Regions from separate parts of the Mus musculus genome. Here all the other regions are linked to region 4. A link is a contact called in public promoter capture Hi-C data. All regions are on one chromosome and are shown on one strand. Each heading gives the region's core, a stretch centred on a gene start, on an enhancer-like site or on the middle of the called end of the contact. The rest is flanking DNA. Distances are from core to core; before and after follow the strand shown. Region 1 holds the start of Slmap (sarcolemma associated protein). Region 2 holds the start of Arf4 (ADP-ribosylation factor 4). Region 3 holds the start of Appl1 (adaptor protein, phosphotyrosine interaction, PH domain and leucine zipper containing 1). Region 4 holds the start of Polr3a (polymerase (RNA) III (DNA directed) polypeptide A). Region 5 holds the start of Arhgef3 (Rho guanine nucleotide exchange factor (GEF) 3).

Region 1 (5,405 bases), core at 1,990-4,489, 2.0 Mb after region 4:
AGAAATAAACTAAGTCTACCGTGAGAACTCTGCAGATCCTCTCTTCATCCTGAGTTTCTGAGACAGAGCTTCGTTATATACCTGAGCTGGTGATCTTAAGCTCATTAAGCAAACTGGGCTAGCCTCGAACATGATGCCTTCTTCCTGCCTTCTGAGAGACAGGCTTACAGGGGAGAGCCACTGCACCAGGCACGAGTTTTCAACTAAGAACTGCAGTGGGCAAAGCACGTGCTGTAAGCAAATCTGTCATCTGATTCGGCTGGACCTGTTTCCCAAGCACACAAAAATGTAAAAATGTAAAAGTTGACTGTATTTAGTCACTAGCAGCCAACTAATACTGGAATTCAATAACGAACTCCAGAGTCATTTACAAAGAATCACAGGTCATCCACGAATCATCCAAATGTTAGCTTTCAGGGAAGAGAAAAGTGTCTCTCTTATGGGTTAAAGAGCCTCTGGTGTAACTCAGAAAAAGTTAACACACTTTTCAGTTTTCATCCTACACACAGAATAGGTTATAACCACTATGCAAGCACACAGCACTTGGGGATCTTTCCTTCCTTTTTTTTTTTTTTAGATAGCATTTACTTAGTAATTCCTTAATTCAGTAGCTGCCCTAGCATTACTTTCTTCCTCTAAAGGCTCAAGTTTCTTTCATTTCAAAACACCACTCTTGAAGACAAATTCTTCTCTTAAAAAAAAAAAAAAAAAAAAAGACTTACTCATGTCACTCAGAAAGAGGGGGCGAAAAGTCAAGAGACAAAACTGGAGACAGTCCTATTAGTCTTATGTAACTTAGTTTGAGTTGGAATTATTTCAGTAGTTCAACGAAAGCCTTAGGTTTAGGCCCAAAGAAGAGTTCTTTAAAATATTCTCCATTCGTGCAAATTCTTGAAAAACTAAAAAGATCCTTTTTATTTTAAAATAAGTAACTAGCAAAGTACAGTGCCAAGATAAACAAGGTAAATTGGATTAAAAATTAAAAGCAAGGCCCAGCATGGTGAGCTTTAATTCCAGCACTTGGGAGGCAGAGGCAGGGAAATCTCTGAGTTTGAGGCCAGCCTGATCTACAGAGTGAGTTCCAGGCCAGTTGGTCCCTGTCTTTAAAATATATGTGTGTGTGTGTGTGTGTGTGTGTGTGTGTGTGTGTGTATTAGACAATATTGGATATAATCTAAAAATAAGCTAACTTATTAATACTAATTTTTGCATATCATCATATAATTACACATTATCTACCAAAGAAATTGAGAAGTGACTTTCAAGAGCAATAGATTTCTGTTGATCCAACTTGCAAACAGAACTCCAAAGATGTAGTTACTTACTCTAGCTTAATTAAATTGCCTTTAATATTTACAAATTATTTCATCGGGGCAAGTAAGTATCAATCGTTACAAACAGTAACTTTGCACTCCAGTTATCCTACCAGACAAGGTCCTGAGTTGAATTCAACTACAAGCCATGTGTTAACTACATTTCACCATAGACACTTGAGCCTCGATGTAACAGAGGCCACAAATTCCGGCATTGCTCTGGGAACCACTGCTTGCTTAATCAAGCACCGACCTGCAGATTCACCCTTCTAAAAGGACTGAAAGTCAGAGGTCAAGTTTCACTATCTACCTTTCCTAAACGAATTAGGGTTTGGGATTTCACTGGGAATGACCAAGTTTATCAAGAAGCCATCGCCCTGCCGAGACATTTAGTAACAATACCTTCTCTGTTTTTCATTCAACCACTTCGATTCCATTTCCACTAGAATTCAGACACACACAAAAAGCTGATTCCGAGGCCTCGCAGAAAAGTGTCCTCTGGGAAGAAACCCTGAGATCGTTGCATACATTACACCTCTCAGAGAAGGTGAAGGGAAAGGAAAGGAAAGGAAAGGAAAGGAAAGGAAAGGAAAGGAAAGGAAAGACTGTCAAACACTATAGCGACATTACCTTGCTCGTCTTGTGATCAAACCAGACGAGGGCATGGTTCCTTGACAGCACTTTGCAATCAAAGGTGGCATTATTCTGCGCTGGTCGACAGCGTGCCACCGAGCGGCCGATCTTGATGGGCTCGTCCAGGTAGACATGACGCTCCTGAAACGGGTGCGAGTTCGGGCGGCAAGTGAAGATGGCCAAGGCTGACGGCATCGAGGACAGGCTGGGGGGTGTCTGGACCAGGGACAATGAGGAGCTCCTCCAGGTTCGGAATGCTCTTCTCAAGCCTACACCCCCTAACCCCCCAAAATTTTTAAATTAAAACAAACTGCGCATTGTCTAAGCATAACCAGTGAACATCAACAACTCTTCAATTGGGCAGGAGGACAAGCCAGCGCAAGCCCCATCACCTCCTTTAAAATACAGAGGCACCTTGACCAAAAAAAGTCCCCAACTAGCAGCTTTCAGTCCATCTTCCCTAGGAAGAAAAGGCTCAAACATTGGGCAGCTTCGGCCAAGAAAACTCCTGGAAGACAGTTTGGGGACAGGAGGTATCCGAGCAGATGAGTCACACACCAGTTCTTGTGTTTTGTTTGAGATCCCGGCCGCTTGTCCCCTTCGGTAGCGGAAACGGTGCAGCACTGCAGCATGAAGAGGGTTGACTCGCGCAGCCAGGAAGGTCCTTCGGGGCTCAAGGAAGAGGCGCGGAGGACCTCCGGGCAGCCACCGCGGGGCCTCGGGGCTGAGAAGAGGTGCGGGGACGGACGAGGAGGACTAGAGGGCCAGCGGGCCGGGCTGCATTGCCCTGCTGCGCCGAGGCCGCCCGGGAGTGGCAGGGGTCCCCGGCCCAGCGTGAGCCGAGGCTGCGATCCCGGGCTGGAGGCGTGGGAGGGCTGCCGGGGCACGGGCGGCGTCTGGGTCGCGAGTCCCGGGCACCTGACGGGTGTCCCCGCGACCAGGGCGGGGACCCGGCTCTGCAGGCCGGTGCGGACAGAGCGAGGAGCTACCCCGGGGAGGCTCGGGCGACCGGGCGGGCGAGCGGGCCGACGGGCGGGCCGGCGGGAAGTTGGTTTCTCGGAGCTCTCGGGCTCTGCTGCTCAGCACATGGGCCACCTCCCCTCAGGAGCGTCCTCGCGAGGGTCGCATCGCAGGGACTGGCGGCTCCCGCAGGACGACGGGGTGGGGGAGGGAGGCTGGCCCGGAGGTGGAGGGAGAGGCCTGGAGGCCGGGGCTGGGTCCGCCGCAGCCTCCTCCACTCGCAGCCAGTGCGGCAAGCTCAGGCGGTGGCGGACGAGGCAGGAAACTTTCCGACCTAGGCGGGGAGACACCAAAACAAACGGCAGTCAGGGACCGGCGCCCGCTCGCCTCAGCCCTCGCCCCCTTCAGCCAGCCCCCGCCAGTCCCCGGCCGCTGCCTCCGACCTCGGGCGACCTCTCCTTGCTCAGGCTACGGGATTCCGGAGCCAGGACGGAACGTCGGCTCCTTCCTCCCTTGCCGCCACCGCCGCCACCACCTCCGCCGCCGCCTCAGCTTACCTTGCCAGCGTTGGCCGCCATAGTGACTCTGACTGAAACCTACCGGGTGCACCGCCACGGGAACGCGCACCCTTTTCAAGGGCCCTCCTCCGCCGGCTCCCGTGCCGTAGATAGGGGGTATCATGTGATTGACGCCGTGGAAGCCATGTTTGTCACTGGCAGGGAAGAAGGCAAGCTTATTTTTAACATGACCCCTGGCGCCATCTTTGTTAAGGGCCAGAAGCTTCAAAGCTCCAGACAACCTTAAGGGCCATTTTGGTTAAGGGCAAGAGAAACTTTGAGGGGTTGAATGTTTCAAAAGCACACACAGCGGCAACATATGAATAAGAAAGTACCTACAAGTACCTACGTGTACTAAGTGTGTTTACTACAGTTCTCACTGAAAATACTAACACGTGCGGAGAATAATTCCATGCAAAGGACATACTCATTAGCAGTCATCGTAGCTGTGGGCAACTGAGTCACTCACCACTGCTCTACAGATGACCAAATTCCACAAGTCCCTAGACTTAATGACACCTGAAGGACTTTCCTCCCTCTGCTAATTCACCGGGCTTTATGAATTCCATCCCAAATTCCTGTCCTTTTCACTGATGCGACTATGTTTCTCAGAACTCCTTCGTGGGTTCTAACGTGGAGAACAGAAAGTTGTGGGGGGTTTTTTGGAGTGGGGGAGGATTTTGTTGGGGTAATGGTAGGGTTAGTGACAGGGTTTCTCTGGCTGTCCAGGAGCCCTTTAAGTAGATCAAGCTGGCCTACAACTCAGAAATCTACCTGCCACTGCCTCCAGCGTGTTGGGATTAAAGGTGTGCGCCACCACACCCTACTTGAGACCAGAAAGTTTTAAAACACGTTTCCAAAGAGGGGTCAAGGTCGAAAGTTACTAATAGGAAAATACAGAGAATAACCCAACCAACAATCCTGAAGTCTGTGTTAAGCCTGGGAATTGCGAGGAGAAAGACCAGTATGTATGGAGTCATTGTTCCAAAGAAGAAAAAACCGTGGCTCGAGCTGAAAGAAAACCTTAGGAAAGACTGTAGAGAATCTTAATCTCTTCAAATCAGTGTTGACTTCATTCTTGAGATTCCTGTGACCACAGACTTCCCTGAGAAACGTTGGACATGGCTTTAAACTTCTTTAGGATACTTTTTCTCTTCTATAACATAATGACAAGACACAACCCCCTTGCAGAGAGGCTTTGTGGTGTCAAACCACATTAACAGTATTCATTTCATTGCTTCTGTAATGCTATGCTGTGTCTAAGTGACACAGATGAGCACAGCCTTAGTCTCTGCCCTCTGGTTATAGAACCAGTGTAGTGGGTTTGAAACTGAAGGAACAAAATAAGGCAAAGACTCTGATATATTCAGAGCTCTTCTAAAGGGAGGGAGGCAGGGACATCCTCCAAGGAGAAGTCACAAAAACTGAATGAAGAAAGGTTGAAGGACTATAATAAATACAGTATTTGTTGAATGGTTTTTCTAAATTGCCAGGAAGAGGGACATTAAGTAGTGAAATGAAGCTTTTAAAGGAATACACTCATGTGCCTGGCACAAAGGCTAAGTAAATATTCAATGCCTGAATGAAAATACCATGCTTGTTATTAGAGGATAAAGTAGGGGCAGCACAAAGTGAATTTGGACACAATAAGTAATGTATTATAAAGTCACACTAGGGGGGCTGGTGAGATAGCTCAGCAGTTAAGAGCACCAACTACTCTCCCGAAGGTCCTGAATTCAAATTCCAGCAACCCTCCATAACAAAATCTGACACCCTCTTCTGGAGTGTCTGCAGACAGCTACAGTGTACTTACAGATAATAAATAAATAGATCTTTAAAAAATAAAAAATGAAGTCACGCTAGAGTATGTGTGCATGCGTGGGCTCATGCTTGAAGCTTAAATTCATGGTAATATGAATGTCCAAGACCTGACCTTTCACAC
Region 2 (5,111 bases), core at 1,033-3,532, 2.2 Mb after region 4:
TTTCTCAGGAACTAAGCTTAATGCAGGTGAGGGTCTCAGGTTGCAAGGTACATTATTGAAAAAGCTGTGTATGTATATATAGCTCAAGCTAAGTGGGGACCTAGGTTGTCAGGCTATGTCTATGCTCACCAGCCTTAGAAACAGTTATATGGCAGAATATATGTTATTAAATTGTACACTTAAAATTGGCAAATCAGTGCATGAAGTTATATCTCAGTAAAGTGATTTTTTTTTAAAGTACAAGTAAAGCTCTTTTTTTTTTTTTGACCCTTTCAATATGGGTTTCTCCATTCCCTGCAAAGTTTTCCTTCCTTCATAGTTAATCAGGTAACTGCTAATGACTACTGAATACTATTTTAAATTCCTGTGCTGTGTCCACATGCTTGCATACAATATACACAGATATACAAATATACAAATATACACAGTGATAAACTGTATTATTGCTGGGTTCTCATAGAGTTCAGGCTTTGATAACCTTGTCTTCCTGATCCTCCACTTTCTATCTGACAAGAGCTGGGATTACAAATGTGCCTTATCACAGATGGCAGAAACGTGTGTTTTGTTTTAGAGTCAGTCTCATGTACTTGAGGCTGGCCCCTGCAGCCTGTACTCTGCAGTGGAGCATATCCTTGGTCTTCTCATCATCCTGTCACCACCTCCCATCTGTGGGGAATGAATAAACTCAAAGCTTTTATGACAAGACTTTCATTAACTGAGCTATATCCCTAAAAATCTATTTTCATATCACCTTACTGTATTTACTATTTGTCCTCCATTCCACTAAAGCTACTTTGGAGATATTTTTATTAGGATACTGTGTATAGTTCTGATTTATTTTAATTCCTCATATTATCCTAGAGTGTGGATATACCATAGTTTATAGGTCATATCCCTGTCATTATTTGCAGTATGCCAAGTTCTCTGTTTCCTTAATGCTTTCAGACAAGAGGAACGGTGGGCTCTTGCCAATAACATTAAATAGGAAGCCTTATTTCTGAACAGAAGACATCACACATTGAACCTAAGAAATAGAGAACTGCTCAAACAAAAAGTACCTTCCTAGAGAAAATACTTAAGAGCTGGTGAACACTAACTAGGAAGGGTAGGATTGTGGGCGCTACTAACGGTAAACTTTAGCAATAGTTATAAGGTGACATTCTTAGATAATTTGCTTCCCCCCTACATCGTATTTTGTAACCAGTAAAACGGTAGTAAATTCTTCATTATTATTCTGGGAATAATAGGAATGAATAGGACAGACAAGGTTCCTGTTTCAGAAACGCAGTCTTTAGTTGACCTCTCAAAAAATTAGTACTCTACTGGGTGTGGTGGTACAAGCCAAGAAACCTGGCCATTCTGGAGGGTGATGTAGGAGGATCACAAATTCGAGAGCAGTTTGTCATCTCAAAAGGAAAACTGTCCACAGTGGTAGAACGCTCTTAGCAAGCTTTGAAATCCTGGGTTCCATCCTCAGTACTGGAAGCGGATGGAAAACCGTCATAGCATTCTGATGATTCTTGGCGTCATGCCTAGGAGTTTTCCACCTTTACTCTGCCAGCAGGTCTGTTTTTAATTCTCTCTGGAGAAGCTAGAATCAGATGCTGCCCTTGTGAAGGCCAGCCACGCTTTAATTACTAATACTTTCACCCAACTGCAAAAATCAGAGACCCCTTTATCCTTAGAGGGATACTTTAGATGTCTATAAGTTTTTTTCAAAAAATGAATAAAATTAAGTCTATGCGAGTAAAGACTTTCCTTTGTTGTGCGGGTTGTCTTTGGATCTCCTATCCCTGCTTGCTGTGAGCAGCGAGCTACTAAGGATATTTCACATGAAATCCGTCTCATCGCATGTCCCTACCCAGCCTGGAAATTTTTTATTAAAACAGGGTCCATCTTCGTTCCTTCATTGTGACAAACTTACTGGTTGCTTGCAAGATTTGATTACATTTGTGGGAGTGGGAAACCACCGAGGCTCCCGTGAAGAAGTCACCCAGAGGTCAGCAAGAACGTCACCACTCAGCCCACAATGCACATCTCGCCTACCCGAACCTTGGACTACTACTATTCATCCGGGCGGAAGCCACTCACCTCGAACCCCATTGGACGAGATGCAGCAAGGACTCATGGGAGCCCGCCTGTCCTTCCGTCTGCCTGTGCCAACCGTCTTCGCTGGGCTCCACGTCCGGTAGTTCGCACGTCGGCGTAGCGGGCTCAGGCCCATTGCGCGCAGGCGCGGTGGCCCGGGCGGCGCCTGCAACGCAGGGGGGTGGGGCAGCGCTGACGCGATTCTGTCCGCGTTGGAGCGGGCGGGCCGCCGCCTGAGTCTCCGCGGCCGCCGTGTGACGTGGCACAGCCGAACACTTAACGCCGCGCCGGAGCCACCGCACCAGACGCCTAGCAGGTCCCGGTCCCGCTACGTCCTGTCCCGCGGCTTCGCCGACACTCCAGCCAGCGAGACAGGTCTTCAGCGTTTTCTCCTCCGCCCACTCGGTTGTGAGCCGGAACCGTGAAGGCCCGAGGGCGCACCAGACCCCCTCCTTTTGACCGTCAAGTGCCACCACCGCTATGGGCCTCACCATCTCCTCTCTCTTCTCGCGCCTGTTCGGCAAGAAGCAGATGCGCATTTTGATGGGTGAGTGAGGGACCGGGGCCGGGGAAGGCCATGTGTCTTCGCCAGCCGGTGGCCCGGCGCCCAGCCTTCTCCGGCTGCGGTGGGGGAGGGCGATCAAGAAGCATCGTTCGGGGAACAATGGGGGCGAGGGGCGAGGGGTTTGTTTCCCACAGAGGCTGAGCCAGAGAGTTGGGCCAGATTTCCTCGCTCCTGGCTTTACGTGCCTTTCTCTTCCTGCTGTAATTGAGAGCCTGGGGAGATTGAGCGGAGATAGATGTAGGGTTAGCTCACACTGGCGGAGCTCATTCTAAAGGTGCCGTTCTCAGGGTGCAATCTTCCTTCCACCTCACTTCCCTGGCGGTGGGCAGCGGTCGAGAGTGAAGCTGGCCTATTCCAGCCTTCCTCCTCCTCCCCCTTTCTTGGTCGTGTACGCCCTGTGCACACAACCATCGGTATGTGGCCCGGGCCAGGAGCCGCCTGGGGCAGGAAGTGACCAGGCCCACTGTGGCGAAGTCACACTTGGTGCTACCCAAGATTCGGAAAAAAAGTCCGGAGACTTCTGAGCTCACTTTGCTTAACTTTGCCTTGCTCTGGATTCGACTTTCTTTTCTCGTGATTATGAAGCCTATTCTGTGAAAATGAAAGTTATCCCATGGCTGTCTTTCAGTTCTAAACCTGTTTGGTTTGCTATCTTTGCTCTTTCATACGAATCTTATCCATTTGGCCTGGATAATAATAAAATCCAAAAGCTTTTAGAGACGAAATCTTTTTTTTTTTTAAACGGATAGTTGTAAAGCACCTCAATTGAGCTACAAAAAAAAAAAAAAATCGTTTGTTTAAAAAGCTGCCTCGCTGTGACAGGTTTTATTGCCCAGCGGAGGCCTTTCGCTTGGGCATTGTAAAGTGGCCTCTCCTTAGTACAGCAGTCTACCTCACAGCTGAGTTGCAAGGACCTGAATGACGCCTTTTAAAAAGCCCCGAGAACACTGAATGTTGACGCTTGTTGAGTGTGAGGAGCAAAGGGTTATTTTGAGCACCCACTCCTATGGAGCGCTTCAGTTTCCGTAGTGCTGCAGAGCGTGGCTGTACAAATTGGCTATTGTTAGTTTGTTCAGCTTCTTTACAATTCATAAAAACAATTGTGCGAGATCCATTCACAAAGCTAAGTGAAAATGTTTTCTTTCATAGTTTTGCAGATACTCTTTATGAAAAGGACAATTATTTTAGGAGGGCAGACTGTTATTTAAGCTTTAATTGGTTAGAAATTGGCAGTATGAAAAAGGCTGAAGTCAAAGGGAGGACTTTGCACTGTGATAAATGGGTTTCTTAGAGATTATCCAGTACAGGATTGTGTTACTGAAAAATAAAGAATTTATTGTCGATGTTACTGTCATTGTCAGAGTCTTGTGATGGCTAAAGGGATGGAGGGAGAAGCGTGAAATGATGGTTTAAGCACTGTACTATGTTTGAGAAACTCTCCTGTCCATCCTGATTGAAAGAGAATGGAAGTAGACAAGCATTTAGCTAGCTGAGATTACGGAAGGGGTGGAAGTCACGGTTTGGGTTTACTCTTTTTATTTAAGTATTTACTCACTCAGGTTTGCTATTCTTTTTGTTTTAAAATGACATCAGGGTCTCTCTATATAGCCCTGGCTGTCCTGGAACTCACTGTGTAGCTCTGTAGACCAGATGGATCTTAAACTCATAGATAGCCACCTCCCTCTGCCTGCCAAGTGCTGGGATTACAGGTGTACACTTGTCATGCTTGTGCCCAATTAAATGGTCTCTGCTGGGCAATAAAACCTGTTACTGAGAAGCAGTTCTTAAACAGTGTTTTTTTTTTTAATAGCTTAATTAAGGTTCTTTAGAACTATCTGGCTTAAAAAAATGATTTCTAAAAGTTGACTTTCTAATTTTATTATTATCCGACCCAGCTAGATAAAATTAGTTTGAAAGAGCAAAGGTAGTAAACCAGCAGATTGAGAACTGAAAGGCAGCCATGGGATGAATGCCCTCGCTTTGCTGTTCTTACTTTATACTGTAATGTAGAAATACTGTTTTCCTTGTTTAAAAGCAGTCTAGTCATAGAGTCACCTTTCATGGTAACTCGTCAGAGGAAGTATAAATGTCGGTTCTGTGTGTGAACTGGGAACACAGTAGTTTGGAAGTCTGGTAATTCCTACGTTTTGAGTTTTGGTTTTTGTCTTTGTGGCTTTATGAGTGATTGACTTTGTCATTAATAATCACTTTTATGATAACTTTTCCCATTTGAGTATTGGGAATTCTAGTTAATGAATTGTTCTATATAAATGTGTGCACATGTGCTCTGCTTCTGTGTGTGTGTATGTGTTTACTTTGTGGTATGGTTTTGAGACTGGAACCTTGTTCATGTACTCTAGCCTAGCCTCACCCTAAATGATCGGTTTGTTTTGTTTTCTTCTCTTTCATAAATAGGCTCTTCTTTTTTTTGGTGGTGGTGGGGGAGTTCTGGGGATCA
Region 3 (5,750 bases), core at 2,413-4,912, 2.5 Mb after region 4:
TGCCTGCCTTTGGAGCCCCTTCCCCTAGCTGGACTGCTTTGTCAGGCCTCAGAAAGAGAGGATGTGCTTAGTCCTGCTGAGACTTGATGTGCCAGGGCAGGTTAGTACCCATGGGAACTTCCCCTTCTCTGAGAAGAAGAGGAGGGGGTATTGGGAGGAGGGGGTCTGTGAAGGAGAGACTAGAAGGAGAAGGGGGGACTGCAACCAGGACGTTAAGTGAATAAATAAATTAATGAACAACAACAACAAAAGAACCAGAGAGCCAGGCAGTGGTAGTGCATGCCTTTAATCCCAGCATTCATTCGAGGTAGGGAGATCTCCAAGTTCTAAGCCACACTGGTCTACAGAAAGAGTTCCAGGATAGCCAGGGACACACAGAGAAACCCTGTCTCCAACAAACAAGCCAGTGATATAGCTGAATTCAAGCCCCAACAATAACAAAGGAATCTTAAAAAGGTAAGTACAATTCAGGACCTTCCATGTCTTCCAAGCTCTAACTTCTTTCCTCTCCAAGTAGTAAGCCACTGTGTTGGGACTGGAGAAGCTACAGTCCTAGCAATCCCGTCTACTTAACTGTTAGGCCAGGGTTCTACCACTGACCTACAGCCTCAGTCCAATGGATTACCTTTGATTAGTTAGGACTGAAAGATCTAATTGAAAACAAAACAAAAAACAAAAACAGCACATTAGGAGCTTCAGAGTTTTTCATATTCTTGGTTATTCTTATTCAATTATTTTCTTGATAAACTGAGATAAAAATATATACACAGAAGCCTTAATTGCAGCCCTATTTATTGGGGAACACTCTACGAGTACAACAATGGGAGCTGGAGATGCTGGATAAGGAGAAGTTGCAACTATTCTGGAGGCTGAGGCAGGGGGATCTCTCAAACTATCGTGAGCAACACAAGATTTTCCTCTCAAAACAAAACAAAGATCTTTTTTAAAGACATGAAAGGAAGAGGACTAGCTGGAAAGAGGAAGAGAGAAAAAGGAAGAGAGGCAAATATACTAAGTATGAAAATATCATAATAAAATTCATTGTTATTAATATGTGCTAGTAAAACCATTTTTAAAAGATAAGTCTGTTAAATCACTTAAGGAAATATGCAGTCTAGGAATTTTAAATTAAGAACACTGAAGACACTTAAGCACTAAGCATCCATGTAAAAAGCTGGGTATAGTAGCAGGTGCATGCAATCACAATGCCGGGAAGGCAAACAGATCCTTGGGGCTTACAGCCCAGCCAGCCTAGCCGACAAGATCCCATGAGAGACCCAGGTCTCAAAGGGAGATACTATCTCAAACAAAAAACAAAAAAACACAAAACAACCAAAAAACTAAGCTAGGCTGAGGCTGAGGAGGAACTACACCTGAGGTCACCCTCTAGCCTCTACATGTAGAGTGCTTGCACATACATAATCACATACTAATAGGGCTGGGAAGGTGGCTCAGTAGATTAAAGCCCTTACCCTACAAGCTTGAGGACCAGAGTCCAGGTTCCCTAGAACCCTCGTAAAGACTGGCAAGTGTGGAGGTCACAAGTACTCTCAGTACTTTTAAGAAAGACAGGATACCTGGAGCAAGCTTCTTCAAACCCAGGGCTCTGAGTAAGACCGTGTGACAGTAAATAGATGAAAAGCAATCAAGGAAGATTATTCAATTTTGAGTCTCCATGCACATGAGCACATATACACAGAGATGCAAACACATACATACATGCGCAACACATATACACACAAAAAATAAATAAATAAAAACAAAATTGAGGATTTATCTTAGTAGTACAGCTTTGCCTAGCAACTGCAAGGTCCTGGATCCAGCCCCCAGTACCAAAGAAATCAGTTTAAATTTAAAAATGGGCTGGAGAGATAAATCAGTAATTAAGACATTGACTGCTCTTCTAGAGAATCCAGGTTCAATTTCCAACACATCATGGCTCACAACCATCAGTAACTCCAGTTCCAGGGGATTCAACACCCTCTTCTAATCTCTGTTAAACACAAATGGAACACCCTTACACCTAAAAACAAATTTTAAATTAAAAGACAACAACAATAACAACCGAAAATACTTATGGTTCAAGCTTTGCAGTAAGTACTCAGCAGACAGAGGCAGGAGGAAGCTCATGTTTGAGGCTAGTCTGAGCTACAGAATGAGTCTGACTCAAGTTGTAAACTACTTATACTGAAAATGCAGGACTATCTCTACATGGAAAATCATAGATAGGGCACTGTGTGACCCATTCTCTTTATAGTCTTTATTGGGCTATAAAAAGTCAGCTGGGTAAAAGAAGTTCAGACAGTATACTGAGTCTTAACTTAAAAAAAAGAAAAATGATAAAATTCTTCTGACTAACACAACCACAAAATTGTAGCAAATCATCTGAAATAAATATATCTTAAGGCTTTACACTGAAAAAATCATTACGCACAATTTAAACTACGAGATAAACAAATATGTGGCTTTCTCTTTCTCACATTATCTGATAAGAGTACATTACCTCCTAGCAACTGGCCTATAAAGATTGCCTTCAGAGAAAAGAATAAATCAATTCTACAATCAGAGCACAATTCTAACTTTGAAATAAAAATTGGCACAAAATCCATGACAAAAGTGCCATCCAGGAAAACAAGCGCTAGCTCTTCTCTTTTCCTCTTTTTGGTTGGAGGGCCACTTATTAAACTACAAATGCCTATGAAGTATGTACTTCTCAGCAAGCAATATTTTTAAAAATCTACCTGCAACACTGTTTTATATCCCTTACTATACATAAAGGCTGGCGTAAAGATGAAGTTTACACAAGTTAGAGGCTCCAACACCTTTTAAAACACAATTGATGTCATTAAGTACTGAAAAAGAAATCCAACGAATCGTTTTATTTTTCCCAAACTGTCTTCAGCCAGAGCAACCACACCAGCATCATCCCTAACGCACAAAAACAGGGCTTTCATTTTGATGAGTTTATTCGGGCCAATCTGCTACCCAAAGCTCAGCCTCCTCGAAGCAGCGTAGGCGCCTTCCGTCACCCGCAGTGCACAGCTCAAGTGACAGCCACCAGCCTGAGACTCGGGCACCGACACAGCACGGGGAGCAAGGCACGCACTCCTGCTTCCACCGGCGTTGCACACTCCGCCTCGCAGACCCTTCCTAAGAAAACTAGCCACTGCCGTCCCCCCGAATGCCGGGCCTCCTCCGAAAACGCCACGAACAGGACTTATCTCACATCCTATCATCGCGATAAAAACAGCACCTCCCGTGAAATGCAAAGGCGACTCGGCGCGGACTCAAACGCCAGGCCCCACGGGAGACAGTGACGGCCGCTCGGTCTCCGGGCCGCCCGTGGCCCAGCCGCGCGAGTACGCGCGGGCCTCCAGCCCGGCCCGGGAGTGTAGGGCGCGGCCCCGGCAGACAGCGACCCCGGGCGGCGGCGCCCACCTGGGCCACGGGCACCTGAGGCTCCAGGCCCGCGCTAGGCCGCGCGCTCTCCTCAGCCGCCGCTCGCGCCTCACCTGCGGACTGTCCTCCAGGGTCTCTTCAATGGGCAGCTTGTCGATCCCCGGCATCGTGGCGAAGGCTGGGCGGCGGCAGGACACTCGGCAGCCGCCCACAGCTCCGCGCGTGGCCCCGCCTGCTGCAGCTGACCCGGCCCGCCCTCTCGCAGGCGCCGCCGCCCCAGCCCAGAGCTCAGCGGCCGCCGCGCGGGAAATCCCGCCCCCCCTAGGCCCACTAGCCCCGCCTCCAGCTCACCCATTGGCTCGCCGCGACGTCTGTCACCGCTACGGGGCTGACCGGGAATTCCTCCCCGACCGCGGGTTCTCTACCAGAGCAGTGGCCGTGCGGGCCGAGCAGTGTGGGGATGTCGACCTCCGTCGTCGGGCGCGCGTAGTTGAATACGTAGGGGGCTGTCTGAGTCACGCTAGCGCACAGCTAACCTGAGCCCGGAGTGAAGACCGCCGGAGGGGACCTGAGGCAGTTTTACTTCTGCACCATATTTCGTCAGCAACCAAAGAAAAAAAATCCCTACACCTAGCGTCATAACCTTCCCAACCCTGCTCCAAGTTTTCAATCTTATCTCCTGCAAAGAGCGTTAACTCACAAATCTGTGGAATCCGAAATTGTGTCATTAACGGGGTTTACAGTTAATTTGGAGTAGTAGACCCTAAACTTTTTTTTTTCTCCTGGACACCTGCCTATCGGCATCAGTTTAAAACCCTTGATTTTGTTGACAAATCATTAGTTCTTACCTCGTCTTCAAGTTTGTCATTGCTGAAAATACGACCACTATATTTCTTGTATATCACAAAGGAAAACTTTTTTTTAATAAAAAAATTTAAAGATACATTTATCGGAGGACTTCCTTCCGTCATTAAAGGGCTTCTCTCGCAAACCGATTGTCAGGTTTGGCAGGACTCAAAGAACTTCTCTGGTCTCCTTGACTGTAGAGTGAAGCTCACACAGTTGGAGATTTGACATGTAAGGACTAGGCTAACACTGTTTTGTTGTGTTGTGTTTTATGGATTCAGCCTTGATGCACCCTTTTCTCCAGCTTCACACGTTATTTCTCTGAAGTGTTGTACAGTGAGTTTACCGATATGCAAAAAAATTGGCAAAATCATTAATATCTCCCAAAAAAATCTACCCATTAGTCCACTAGTCCATTCCACTGTCATTCAAAGAGTACGATAAGCTGGGAGAAGAGTATTAGCTTCCTGCTTCTCCAGCTGCTTCGACCCAAATCCAGACACTGGAGCAAATCCAAATATGGTAATGAAGAGGAAGCTGTGAGTTTACCAGATTTTCCCCATGGTCTCTTGAAAGATAAAAACTTTGTTTCAGAAGTTTTTTTTTTTTTTTTAAGATTTATTTACTTATTATATGTAAGTACACTGTAGCAGCCTTCAGACACTCCAGAAGAGGGAGTCAGATCTTGATTCGGATGGTTTTGAGCCACCATGTGGTTGCTGGGATTTGAACTCCAGACCTTTGGAAGAGCTCTTACCCACTGAGCCATCTCACCAGCCCCATTTCAGACGTTTTATGGTAGACTTGAATTATAGTTCCACGGAATTACCTTCAGTGGTATAGCCATTTTATGCGAATCCATTCCTTAAATTCTCTATCAAATAGTCACCCTCCTGAAGAGATCTTTAGTTTTGAAGAAAGATGGTTTGGAGCCAATTCTTCTGTTGTATGAAAGGTTCCCACTTGTATTATGGGTATTTTCTTTCTTTCTTTCTTTCTTTCTTCCTTCCTTCCTTCCTTCCTTCCTTCCTTCCTTTCTTCTTCTTCTTTGTTGTTGTTGTTGTTTGGTTTTTTTGGTTTTTTTCAAGACAGGGTTTCTCTGCATAGCCCTGGCTGTCCTAGAACAAACTCTGTAGACCAGGCTGGCCTTGAAATCAGAAATCTGCCTGCCTCTGCCTCCCAAGTGCTGGGATTAAAGGCATGCACCACCACTCCCTGGCAGGTATTTTATTCTTGATATTTCTTTCTTACTCAGCTACTACGAGCACAATGCACCTGGCTGTAAAGAGGCAAAACTTTCAAGTAAGGTGTGTTGACACATGTCCATATTCCCAGCATTCAGGAGGCAGAGGTTCAAGGATCCTTGCAAGCTGAAAGCCACCTAGTCTAGAAGACCAGCCAGGACTACACAGTGAGACAGACCAGGGTTACTCAGGGAGACAGACCAGGACTGCACAAAGAGACAGACCAGAACTACTCAGGGAGACAGACCAGGGTTACTCAGT
Region 4 (5,441 bases), core at 1,722-4,221:
TTCCCTCCAGTGTCCCTGACCCCTCGCTCACCTGTAAGATACCAATGACAGCCCTGAAGTACCCGACATGAAAGCACGGTAGCTCGAGATCAATGTAGCCATAGTGGCCGAGACAGTCCGCCAAGTTCTTCCCACAGGTCTCACAAGGACGATCTTTTTCGCTCGTACCCTTTGGAGGAAAGAACACCCAGCCATTGGTGGAGAGCACAAGAAAGGGGCCCAATCTTCCTAACTCACAGCCAGCTGGGACCAACGATTTCACGTGTCAACTGTGGAACACTGGGAGGGACAGGGCCTTACCATTCTATGGTCAAGCACTCCATACAACAAGGGGGCGTGGTTGTTGTCTTGGCTGTACAGGTTCTTACTGACAACCTGGATATGTGCCTGCTGGCGCATCTCCTCAGGGGACTTCATTCCAAAACAGATATGGCTTCTGCAGTGGGAACAAACCAGAGAAAGGTATCAAAGCCCATGGATCTAGGCACACATGGACACAACCAAAACCACCCTGCCCTCTGACTCCTGGACAGGCTCGTTCCACCAGACCCAGACAGAGTTTAGTAACTGGGTCTTCAACCCTTTATCCTACGGGAAAGAGTTTCAATTTTCCCTCATGAGACGTTATTGCTCTCAAGGTCACTCCCTTGGTGGGCAAGCTAGTGATGAACCTATCTTTCTCAGTCTGGACTTGCTTCCTTATCTCTGCTTTCAGGTTCCCTACACCTTCAGTGCCCCTCTCCTCTCAGTATATTCTCCTTTTTGGGGGGAGGAGGAGGGTTGAGGCAGGGTTTCTCTGTGTAGCCTATAGTCTAGGCTGGCCTCGAACTCAGAAATCCGCCTGCCTCTGCCTCCCAAGTGCTGGAATTAAAGGCGTGCTCCACCACCACCCGGCCTATACTCTCCTTTACTGTCTTCATTTAGTCCTTTTGGGTCTTTTGAGGTATCTTCTTCCACTGCTATCATTTGCATATTGGACACCCCCCCCCCCCACCATTCTGGGTGCCACCCTTCCTCCTCTTCATTGCACAATCCTCCCAGGGATGCCCTTTGTTTGTATATATAGACGTCTTCGAAATCTCTTTACGTCAGCCACCTCTAGTTGACTGGGCATGGGCATCTCCAACTCAGAATATCTGAAAAGTTACATCTAGATCAAACGTGTGCAGGCTTCCTCCCCTTTGCCATTTTCTAAGAAACACAAGCAAGTAACAACTTACATGGACAAAGAGTTCATCTAGAGATACTGTGCTGCTTTGAATAAAAGACTTTATCTGTTTGGAGTTGGGGTAGGAGCACTAACTGTTCATAAAAGATAGAGAGAATTAAAATAACATGGGATGATGGTACAGTCTGATGGGACACCAGGGTCTGGTCAGAACACCTCTCTGCAAAGGTGATCTTCCAGCTGAATTCTAAGTCAGACAGAGCAAATAGGAGAATGAAGATAGGAAGCAGAAGGTAAAGATTCCTTGGCCCACAGGCACTGGGCATCACCAGAGAATCACAGGCAAGCGGCACAGACAGCTAAGGGTACAAGATGAGCCCAGTAAGGCCTGCAGGGGCCAGGGCTTGGGATTTAGGAGGGAATCAAGTGTCAGCATTACCAAGAGCTGCTGGAAGATCCAGGTGACAGAGATCTAGTTTGCATCTGAAATGAAGGGTCTTGCTCTGTAGCTTGGGCTAGCTTCAAACTCCTGACTGCCTGCCTTGGCCTGAGTGGCATAACTATTGGCTTGTGGCTCTGCATCCCTGGGCTGCTGTGTGAGGATCCTTTCATGTGAATAGGGTGCGTGTGAAGGACTGAGATGGTGGACTGAGAACAGTCGGAGGTCACCCAGGTGACACCTGTCCCAGTGAACAGTAACACAGAGTTCCTCCAGTCTCATTTTTCTTACCTCTGTCTCTGCTTCTCTCTTCCATTTTATGCCCTATGCCCCTTTAAGTTCACTTCTCTCCAAAGTCCCCACATCCACCTCAGAGCCCTGGACCCAGCTCAAGTCACCATCATTGCCAGTCTAGATCCCTGCCATGGCCTCAAACTCTGTCCTGGCCAAACACTCCAAAAGTCTGACACGCCTTGCAAGACTCACATAGTGTAAGTCCCCTGCTTCACGTCTATCAGTCTACCTTGTCCCTCCAGTACGTGTTTTAAAAGGAGCCTGGTCTGCACCGAGCCCAGACTTATTCATTACTTGGTGCTCTCAGTCTCCTCTCTGCTGGTCGTTGCATTTGCCACAATCATGGCTGATTTGTCTACTCTACAACAGACCAAGCAGAAAGACTGCATTCTGCGGGACCTTTAGTGCACAACACTGTCCTCAGTACATTCTCTTATGTAAGTTGAAGAAGCAAAAAGATCCGCCTTAGCCTCCCCCCCCCCCGCCAAAAAAAAAAAAAATCAAACAACCAGGGCTTAATAATTAAGCTTTGAAACAGAGAGCCCAGAAGAGCAGCTTGGTTTCTGAGCCTGCCACTTTCTAGCTGACAACCTTGAGTCAGCACACAACTGTGTCCTCGTGCCAGAGGAAGAGGTCCGCTGAGAGTAATCAGCGCAGGGATTCAGGAGGTGGCATCTTCGCCCAGAATGCCCGTTCTGACACTGTTCCGTCCATTGCACTTTCCCCGCTATACCTCACGGATCCCCCACCCCCCACCCCAGGATCTGAAATCCCATCCTGGAACTTTTTTCTTCGCTCCCTTAACAACTGTCCCTCTCCTGGGACACTCTGGGACCCGGGACCTCAGCCTCCACCTCACCCCCACCCCTTCGGGGGCGTCCTTACATTTTCTTAGCCACATCCGTCTCGCGGAACTGCTCCTTCACCATGGTGCCGGCTGGCCGGACGCCCTTCTCGGAGCTGCGACTACAAAAACCACTGTCGCCGCACCTTCCCGGGGTGCTTAGGTATTTAGGAGTAAGGAAGCTGCAGCAGCCTCCCCGGCCACCGTAGAGCGCCGCACGTGCCGCTTCCTCTTCCGCCGCCGGACTTTATGAAGAGAGGCTTGGCAGACGCTGCTTTGAGCCCTCCTTCTAGATCGCCATCTAGCGGCTCCTTCACGAAAATGCACCTAGGCCGCGCAGATCAGTGGGGGAAAATGGCTTTTTCAGGTGGGTTTCTCAAAACAGCAGAAGAGGCCGGGCGTGGTGGCGCACGCCTTTAATCCCGGCACTTGGGAGGCAGAGGCAGGCGGATTTCTGAGCTCGAGGCCAGCCTGGTCTACAGAGCGAGTTCCAGGACAGCCAGGGCTACACAGAGAAACCCTGTCTCAAAAACAAAAACAAAAACAAAAAAACAGCAGAAGAGACGGATGGACCGCTTTTTTTGTTTGTTTTTTTTTTTTGTTTTTTGTTTTTTGTTTTTTGTTTTTTTGTTTTTTTGTTTTTTTGTTTTTCAAGGCAGGGTTTCTCTGTGCAGCCCTGGCTGTCCTGGAACTCGCTCTGTAGACCAGGCTGGCCTCAAACTCAGAAATCTGCCTGCCTCTGCCTCCCGAGTGCTGGGATTAAAGGCATGCGCCACCACGCCCCGCAGTTTTGTTTTTTTTTTTTTAAATCTCAAGGTCAAAAAGTTACATCAAATAGAAAAAAAAATCAAACAAGGACCGGCGCGCGCGTGTGTGTGTGTGTGTGTGTGTGTGTGTGTGTTGTTGTTGTTGTTGTTGTTTCCTGAGAAAGGCTCTCCATATATAGTCCCGACGGGTACTGAATTTGCCATCCTGTCTCCATACTCTCAGTGCTCAGTTACATCCCACCTGGTATAAATAAGTAAATTTACATATCTATTTACATACTTGTGTACAAACATATATACAAACACATATAAACACGCTTATTCTTACACAGCATATGTAATATATATGTATGGTTCGTTTTGAATTGTGTGTTTTGTAAATAGATGCAACAAAAACCCACCCAACCCTTCAGCTCTCCAAGGAGAGAAAGAACGGTCTATTAAAAACTGCCAGAAGCCGGGCGTGGTGGCGCACGCCTTTAATTCCAGCACTCGGGAGGCAGAGGCAGGTGGATTTCTGAGTTCGAGGCCAGCCTGGTCTACAGAGTGAGTTCCAGGACAGCCAGGGCTACACAGAGAAACCCTGTCTCAAAAACAAAACAAAACAAAACAAAACAAAACCAACTGCCAGGCCACCACTAAGAACAGTAGAAGACAGCTCCCAGCAGCAAAGCCTTGCTAGGTTTTAGGGACTTATATGGCTGGAGTGGGGCCAGCTCAGAAAATCCCGGTGGTTAGCATGAGAACTCTGTTGGGCAGGGAGGAGACTGACAGATACAGCCAGGAGCCTTCAGCCAGCTGTTAAGGGCTTCTGAGAAATGCTTTAAGTCTGTTTCCTAGCAAGGTCTGGTGGGGTCCAGACCATCACTTTAAAATAGTGCCGTCAGCACTGCCGTTTGGGGGCCTGCTTTGGGGACTTAACATACTTGTGTGTGTTTGTGTGTGTGCAGGCAGAAGTGCAGGTTGGTCTCCTCTGCACACTAAGCCCTGTACTCGGGTATTTCCCTTGGAATAATGCTGTTAATTCATGTTTGCTCCACTTTATGCAAAGCATTAACTTCTGGTTCAGGCAATATTAAAAGCTTATTTTGTGTCAGATCAGAGATTCACACACATACAAAAAAAAACCCAAAATATATTTTGAGATAGGTTCTCTCTATGTAACCCTAGTTGGTATGTTGGTGCTTGCTTTGTAGCCCAGGATAGCCTCAAGTTCTTGGCTAATCCTCTTATTTAACTTCACAGATTGGTGTGGTCATTCATAGGTGTATGCCACCACAGCTGGTTCAAATAGATAGTTTCTTTCTTTTTTTTTTTTTTCTCCATCCAGAGCTGGGCATTGAACTCAGAGCCATTGCATACTGAACAATGTAGATTGTACCCAGAGCCTTTGCATATTAGACAGTGTTCCGCCACTGAGTGGACCTACATCCTCAGTTCTTTTAAAATTTTAACTGGAGCCAGGATCCAGCCATGTCATCCAGGCTGGCTGGATAAAAACCAGTCTTTTAAAAACTCACAAGTTTTTAAAAGACTCTCAGAAAGTCTCAAAGCCAAAAGAGCCACAATCCTCCCTTCCAATCCAATAAACTGCTAGGTGTGGTGCCCCACTTGGGAGGTGAAGGCAGAAAGATCAGGAATTCAGGATCATTCTTGGCAATGCAATGGATTTTTCAAGACCTTGCATGGGCTTCGAAGGTCTGGTTTTAAAGAACCTAAAGCCTCACACACGAAAAACCTTATGAAAAAGTCACTAGCAACTCGTGGTGTCACGTCAATGCAATAGGGGTGAGTAGTTAAGGTTTCTGCTATTTCCCTGGTGTAAAGCAGGGATGCTGACTGAAAGGCCTTTTTTTTCTCATTAATTAATTTATTTACTTTACGCCCTGATCAAAGCCCCCACCCCACCCCGACCCCAATGGCTTTCTT
Region 5 (4,994 bases), core at 1,078-3,577, 2.8 Mb after region 4:
TTAACTGGTGAGCCAACTCTGCAGTCCTCTTTTCTCTCCATTTATAAGAGCTTATTTATTATTACCATGTGTTTTTGATGTGTCACACTGCCTGGTCAGTCCTAAGAACACTAAAGCACCCCAATACCAGGGCTGTGGGAATCGATTACAGGTAACACCCCATCGAGGGCTGTAAGTGTATTTTCCAACTGGAGAACAAGGCCCAGTGAACTTCACTGGGGATCAAGGCTCATTCCCAAATGCACTGTTGATGCCCAGGGTCTTGTGGTGGAGACTGTGGGTGAGCTTGGAAGAGCAGGGCAGGGTAAAGGAAGAGAGGCTGTGGAGGCCTTGGCTCTGGGACATGTCACTACCTCTGGGCCTGGCTTGGTTGGGCACCCTTGGAAATGGGGTTTCCTCTGCCTAACACTATCTTTGGCCAAGCTTACAGGTGTATGAGCAGTTCTCACATGCCCCTTCTCATTCCATGCCTCTTGCTGCAGCTTTCTTCTTGTTGCATACTTGGGAAGAAAACCGCAGGCGCTTTCTCCAGTCTCAATAGGAACCCACTCACTTCAGAGCCCTGTTTACACATACACTCCTTCTTGACTCCAGAGGCAGTCTGTCTGTCTGTCTGCTATCTAGTCAGGCAAGATAATGAGTGGGTTTAGTGCCAGAGTGTGGATTTGGTACCTGAGGTGGAAGATCTGCAGGTTAAGCAGTTTCCTGCCAGGAAAAGTAGGAACTGCTGGGTCCTGACCTCATCTGGAAGCAGGTCTATATTTCTTCATCACACTGCCTCCTTCACACCCCAGAAGCAAAACCAAGACTCAGTACCTCTCTGTAACAACACCCTCCGTATGCAGACCTTTCACGGGAGGAGAGAAAGATACTATAGCAAAGTTTAAGAAATGTTATTTGGAGGAAATGATAACTTAAAAAAAATGAATCTTTTTTTCCCAGGGTGATGTGAATATATTTTTCTTTTAAGATGTTGAAAATTGTTACTGTAACTGTAAAGCCTCTTTGTCCACTATTACTAACCTTTTCTATCCCAGATGTTTCTCCTCTGCCACCAGGGAGAGTGTAAGCTTGTCTCAGATTCTTCTAGACATTCAATGTTGTTGACCTCCAAGTATATCTTTATAGAGAATATCAAAAAAAAAAAAAAAAAGAAAAGAAAAGAAAAAAGAGAGAAAGAGAGAAAAAAGAAAGAAAGAACAAAAGAAAAGGACAGAAAAGAAAAGAAAAGAAAGAAAAACTCTTTTGTAGCTGTGTTTTGAACACAAACTGTGTACTGCTTTGTTCCGAATTGTTACACATTGGATACTAGGAATCGAACTCACAGCCTCACACTTGATAACTATTCTCCCAAAGCCCGGCATTCCCAGCCTTTTGCAATTATTTTCCAACTGAGGCCAACATAAAGGAACTCTTTCAGTTTCACACCCATAGACCCTTCTCCTCTCTGATCTCTATGGGGTGGTGTTCTATAATTAGAAAAGCTTACTTAAATACTCTTACTAAAGACTGTTACCATTGTTTTTAGGGTTTTGTTTGTTTTGTTTCGTTTTGTTTTTTGTTTGTTGTTGTTGTTGGGGTTTTGTGTGTGTGTGTGTGTGTGTGTGTGTGTGTTTGGTTTTTTTTTATAGGTTGGTCTGGGCTGCAGCAACGATCTTGTAATTACTTCTTGGGCATTTAAAACGTCAGTGTTTCCCCAGAAAAGATCCCCAAAAGCGTGGTCTTCGCTCTAAGCTGGAAACAGACTGAATCAGTCCAGCGTGGGTGTAGGCTGTAGGTGTAGGGGCCTGTGTGGTGGGGGAGGAGAGGGGATGGTTAGAGGGGACTCCGTTCCTTCCGTACTGCGTGGTGGAAAGTATTTGTCTCTCAGCTTTGGAGCTTGGTTTCACGGTGCTTTTTGAACTGCACTTAAAATGGGTGCATTTTACTGTTTGGACTGCTTTTACCTACTAAAGCTTATTTTTAGTAAAATGTATCCAGGACAGCCAGAGATGTAGAGAAACCCTGCACACGCAGGTTTCCTCCCCTAACCCCTCGGAAAGTGAGAGCCTGGCTTGGGACTTGCCCCCTGCTCTATCAGCGTTTGCCTAGGGTCCTGGTTTCCTTGCTACAAGCTATGTAGCGGTCTGGGGTCTGGCAGCTCCACGCAAGCGTCCCCTGAGGTCCCCAAAGTCTGCAGAACCGCCCCAGCCTCAGGAGGCGTCTGTAAGTTCGCACCTGGCGCTCCTTGGAGGGCGGGGTGGGCCTCTCTAGTCCCGCCTACCCGCCCTCCCTCAGTGGGCATGGCTTAAAGCGGCCCCGCCCTTCCCGGTGGAGCTTAGGCGTCAGGTCCACTCTGCAAGAAGCAGCTGTAGGTGTTCGCATCGCCGTCGCCTGCATCGTGGAGCTCGGGCCCTCTTTTACCCGGGATTTTTGTTGTCGCCTGAAATTAGCGGTGACATCTCAAAGGGCAGGCCCGGCAGCCGCCATGGTGGCCAAGGATTACCCCTTCTACCTCACTGTCAAGAGGGCAAACTGCAGCTTGGAGGCGCCCCTGGGCAGCGGGGTGGCCAAGGACGAGGTAGGACGCGCCCTCCACACACCTGCACCTCCGGGCTTCTCTGCCACCTCACCCTGTGTACCGCTCGCTTTCTCTCCGTCTCCCCCACGTGCTGCGCTTCTCCAGATCGCCCCTTCAAGTGTTCCCTCTCACGCCTTCTCTGTGGGTCCTCTATCGCTGCCCTGCTCCCTGAGCTCGGGAACCGCAGATCTTTGATGCTGCTTCTTTCCTTCCGAGCGACTGGCAGACCGAACCCCAGTCTCTGTCTAGAGCCTGCAAAGGCACCTACCTACCCGCTGCCCTGTTAGGAAGGCCCGGGTGTCGAGAGAGAGCCTCGTAAAGCAATGTCTCCCCGTCCCCGGCCGGGGTTAAGAGAGCTAAGTTCTTGGGGACCGGTTCAGACATTTCACCAGACACACTTGGTTTTGTAGCTGTTTGAGAGCAAGGGCGGGACAGGGCACCTTTACTTGTCACAAGTAACCAATAAAGGAGGTTGGGGGAAGGGTGTCGTTCATTTTGGGTCTGAGCTAAATGAGTAATTGAGGCTCTCCTTCATGACTGCTGAAAACGAGCTAAAACGTTGGTGAATGGGAAGCTGACTTGAAATGCTAGAAACAGTTCCCATTCTGGGAACTTGGGCGCGGGGAGAGGGGCAGTGCCCTTGGGTAATCCAGGGAGTCCTCTCAGTTTGGCTTTCTTAGGCTTTCCTCTCCCACCCCCATGTGTCCTGTCTCTGGCAAATTGCTGACTGCCCTTAGAAGTTGGTTAGGTTCAGTTGGGGGAGAAGACGATTCTCATTCTTTTTCAAGGTTTTAGAGAAGACAGTTAATTGTCTTATCAGACTCCAGTTTTGCTGTGGTGGAGTCCGTAGGACCAGCTCATCATGTCGTCTGTCTGTGTCTGTGTCTGTGTGTGTGTGTGTGTGTGTGTGTGTGTGTGTGTGTGTGTGTGTTCGTTCTCCACTTTCCTCTGCCTCACTCTGAGAGACTCGGGGTGGGCAGTGACGCTGGAGGCAGGTGTGTGTCCCGCCTTGTCACAGCACTGTTGATTCCACCTACACAACACATGTAGGTCTGCTTGGTGTGTGCCCTTGACGCTCTGAATTCTGTATAGGTGTGTTTTGGGGGTTGGTAGCATCAGAGATCCATTTCCTCCAACAAGATTGCCTCCCTTCAACAGGACTCCACCAGATTCTGGTTAGATCCTCCTTTTTGTTTGCTGAGCACAAGATAAGCCTCTGGCCTTTCCGTAGCTAGTTGAATATTTGTAGAGTTTGTAGTCTCAGCAGCTGTGGAAGTGTAGTGGGCTCTCATCTGTTTGGTACCGTCATGGAGTTCAGGTTGATAGAGCCTAGAATGGATATGAGTTTTCAGTAGCAATGGGACTGGTGGCTTCTCCAACTCCTGGGAGGAGATAAAGCATACCTGGTTTGGTTAATACATTAAAGTGGGCCAGAGAAGATAAGAGTGAAAATCGCTGGGAATTCTGACCAGGCTTTTTTTTTTTTTTTCATCTTTTTGTCTTGAGTTTTGGGGTCCTGTGGTAAAGGCTTGAGTGAACCTGTCTGCTTATTCCTTCTTCCCTTGTTAGTCATAGTCTGTAGATATATATGTGCTGTAGCATTTCAGGAACAGTTATGCTAATTTTCCTCACTACTAATAGGATCCACAAAATAAAGTATATCTTATTTTCCCTTTGTGGGGATGTAATTATGTAAAAACAAGGATGGGAGGTGAGTGCTTTTGGGGAATATTGGTATTTTTCAGGGATCACCATTGAGTTTTATTAATATAATTGTCTTTACCATAATCAAAGTACACTTTACACAACTTGATGGCTCCGACTTTGTTGGTCAGCTATAAATCACTTCCCAATAATGAAGATAGGCTAGATTGGAAAAAGAAACTTAAGTGGGTTTCAGGGCAAGTTTCATTAGCACAAAAGGCGACTGAACAGAAATATATATTTTCTGCCGGTAGGTGTCGCCAGTATTTATAAATGTCTAACAGCAACAACCAAAAACCACATTCCCTCACTGTCTTAAAAAAAACAAGATTATATAATTGTTTATAAAATAGATATTAAGTCCTGAGAACGTTTCTTTTTCAAGAAACTTTTCTTTTTTTGTAAAAAGAACGATAATAAAAGGAAACCTGTGTGTCTGAAGGCCTTCCTGAGATGACAGGACCTGTTGACCTTCAGGGCGCTTGTGTCGAGCACCTGTGCCTGGCACAATTGTGTGATGGCAGTTCCTCCTGAGCATGTTCGAGGGAAGACCGTGTGTGCAGTGTGGCCGTGGCTGCAGCCAGGTTCTTCTAGCACTCAGTCACCAGCAACTTGATGTTCACTTAACAGAAAGCTCAGCGGGGAACAGGTAACCATGCCATCTACCTGAGGAAAAATGATGAATACATTCTCTTAAAAGCAAATAATAAAATTTCTCTTCAGGGTTTAA

Evidence for each region. Promoter capture Hi-C pulls out the DNA fragments that hold promoters and counts their contacts.
Region 1: a contact with region 4 is called in a promoter capture Hi-C map of pre-B cells, with 5 times the contacts expected there. The contact joins the promoter of Slmap here to the promoter of Polr3a in region 4. A contact is called at or near these places in 6 of 39 promoter capture datasets (3T3-L1-derived adipocytes, cranial neural crest, hippocampal neurons and 2 more) and 2 of 9 other capture datasets (adipose tissue and liver).
Region 2: a contact with region 4 is called in a promoter capture Hi-C map of liver, with 8 times the contacts expected there. The contact joins the promoter of Arf4 here to the promoter of Polr3a in region 4. A contact is called at or near these places in 8 of 39 promoter capture datasets (the 3T3-L1 cell line, 3T3-L1-derived adipocytes, fetal liver and 4 more), 1 of 484 Hi-C or Micro-C datasets (liver), 2 of 115 datasets of contacts at active chromatin or transcription factors (embryonic forebrain and embryonic hindbrain) and 1 of 9 other capture datasets (adipose tissue).
Region 3: a contact with region 4 is called in a promoter capture Hi-C map of pre-B cells, with 4 times the contacts expected there. The contact joins the promoter of Appl1 here to the promoter of Polr3a in region 4. A contact is called at or near these places in 2 of 39 promoter capture datasets (liver and pre-B cells) and 1 of 115 datasets of contacts at active chromatin or transcription factors (large pre-B cells).
Region 5: a promoter capture Hi-C map of pre-B cells shows a contact between it and region 4, with 4 times the contacts expected there. The contact joins the promoter of Arhgef3 here to the promoter of Polr3a in region 4. A contact is called at or near these places in 2 of 39 promoter capture datasets (liver and pre-B cells).

The regions. Positions count from the first base shown.
Region 1 is chr14:26,531,385-26,536,789 of GRCm38.p6, forward strand. Slmap (sarcolemma associated protein) reads right to left here and starts at 3,240. Exons shown (of 23, transcript NM_001310445.1): 1 at 1,944-3,240. The coding sequence starts at 2,141.
Region 2 is chr14:26,635,852-26,640,962 of GRCm38.p6, forward strand. Arf4 (ADP-ribosylation factor 4) reads left to right here and starts at 2,283. Exons shown (of 6, transcript NM_007479.4): 1 at 2,283-2,635. The coding sequence starts at 2,569.
Region 3 is chr14:26,966,889-26,972,638 of GRCm38.p6, forward strand. Appl1 (adaptor protein, phosphotyrosine interaction, PH domain and leucine zipper containing 1) reads right to left here and starts at 3,663. Exons shown (of 22, transcript NM_145221.2): 1 at 3,513-3,663. The coding sequence starts at 3,566. Gm41114 (a long non-coding RNA gene) reads right to left here and starts at 1,920. Exons shown (of 2, transcript XR_874477.1): 1 at 1,473-1,920; 2 at 1-650.
Region 4 is chr14:24,484,087-24,489,527 of GRCm38.p6, forward strand. Polr3a (polymerase (RNA) III (DNA directed) polypeptide A) reads right to left here and starts at 2,972. Exons shown (of 31, transcript NM_001081247.2): 1 at 2,787-2,972; 2 at 301-436; 3 at 32-169. The coding sequence starts at 2,830.
Region 5 is chr14:27,333,710-27,338,703 of GRCm38.p6, forward strand. It overlaps Arhgef3 (Rho guanine nucleotide exchange factor (GEF) 3), which reads left to right and starts at 2,328. Exons shown (of 10, transcript NM_001289687.1): 1 at 2,328-2,560. The coding sequence starts at 2,468.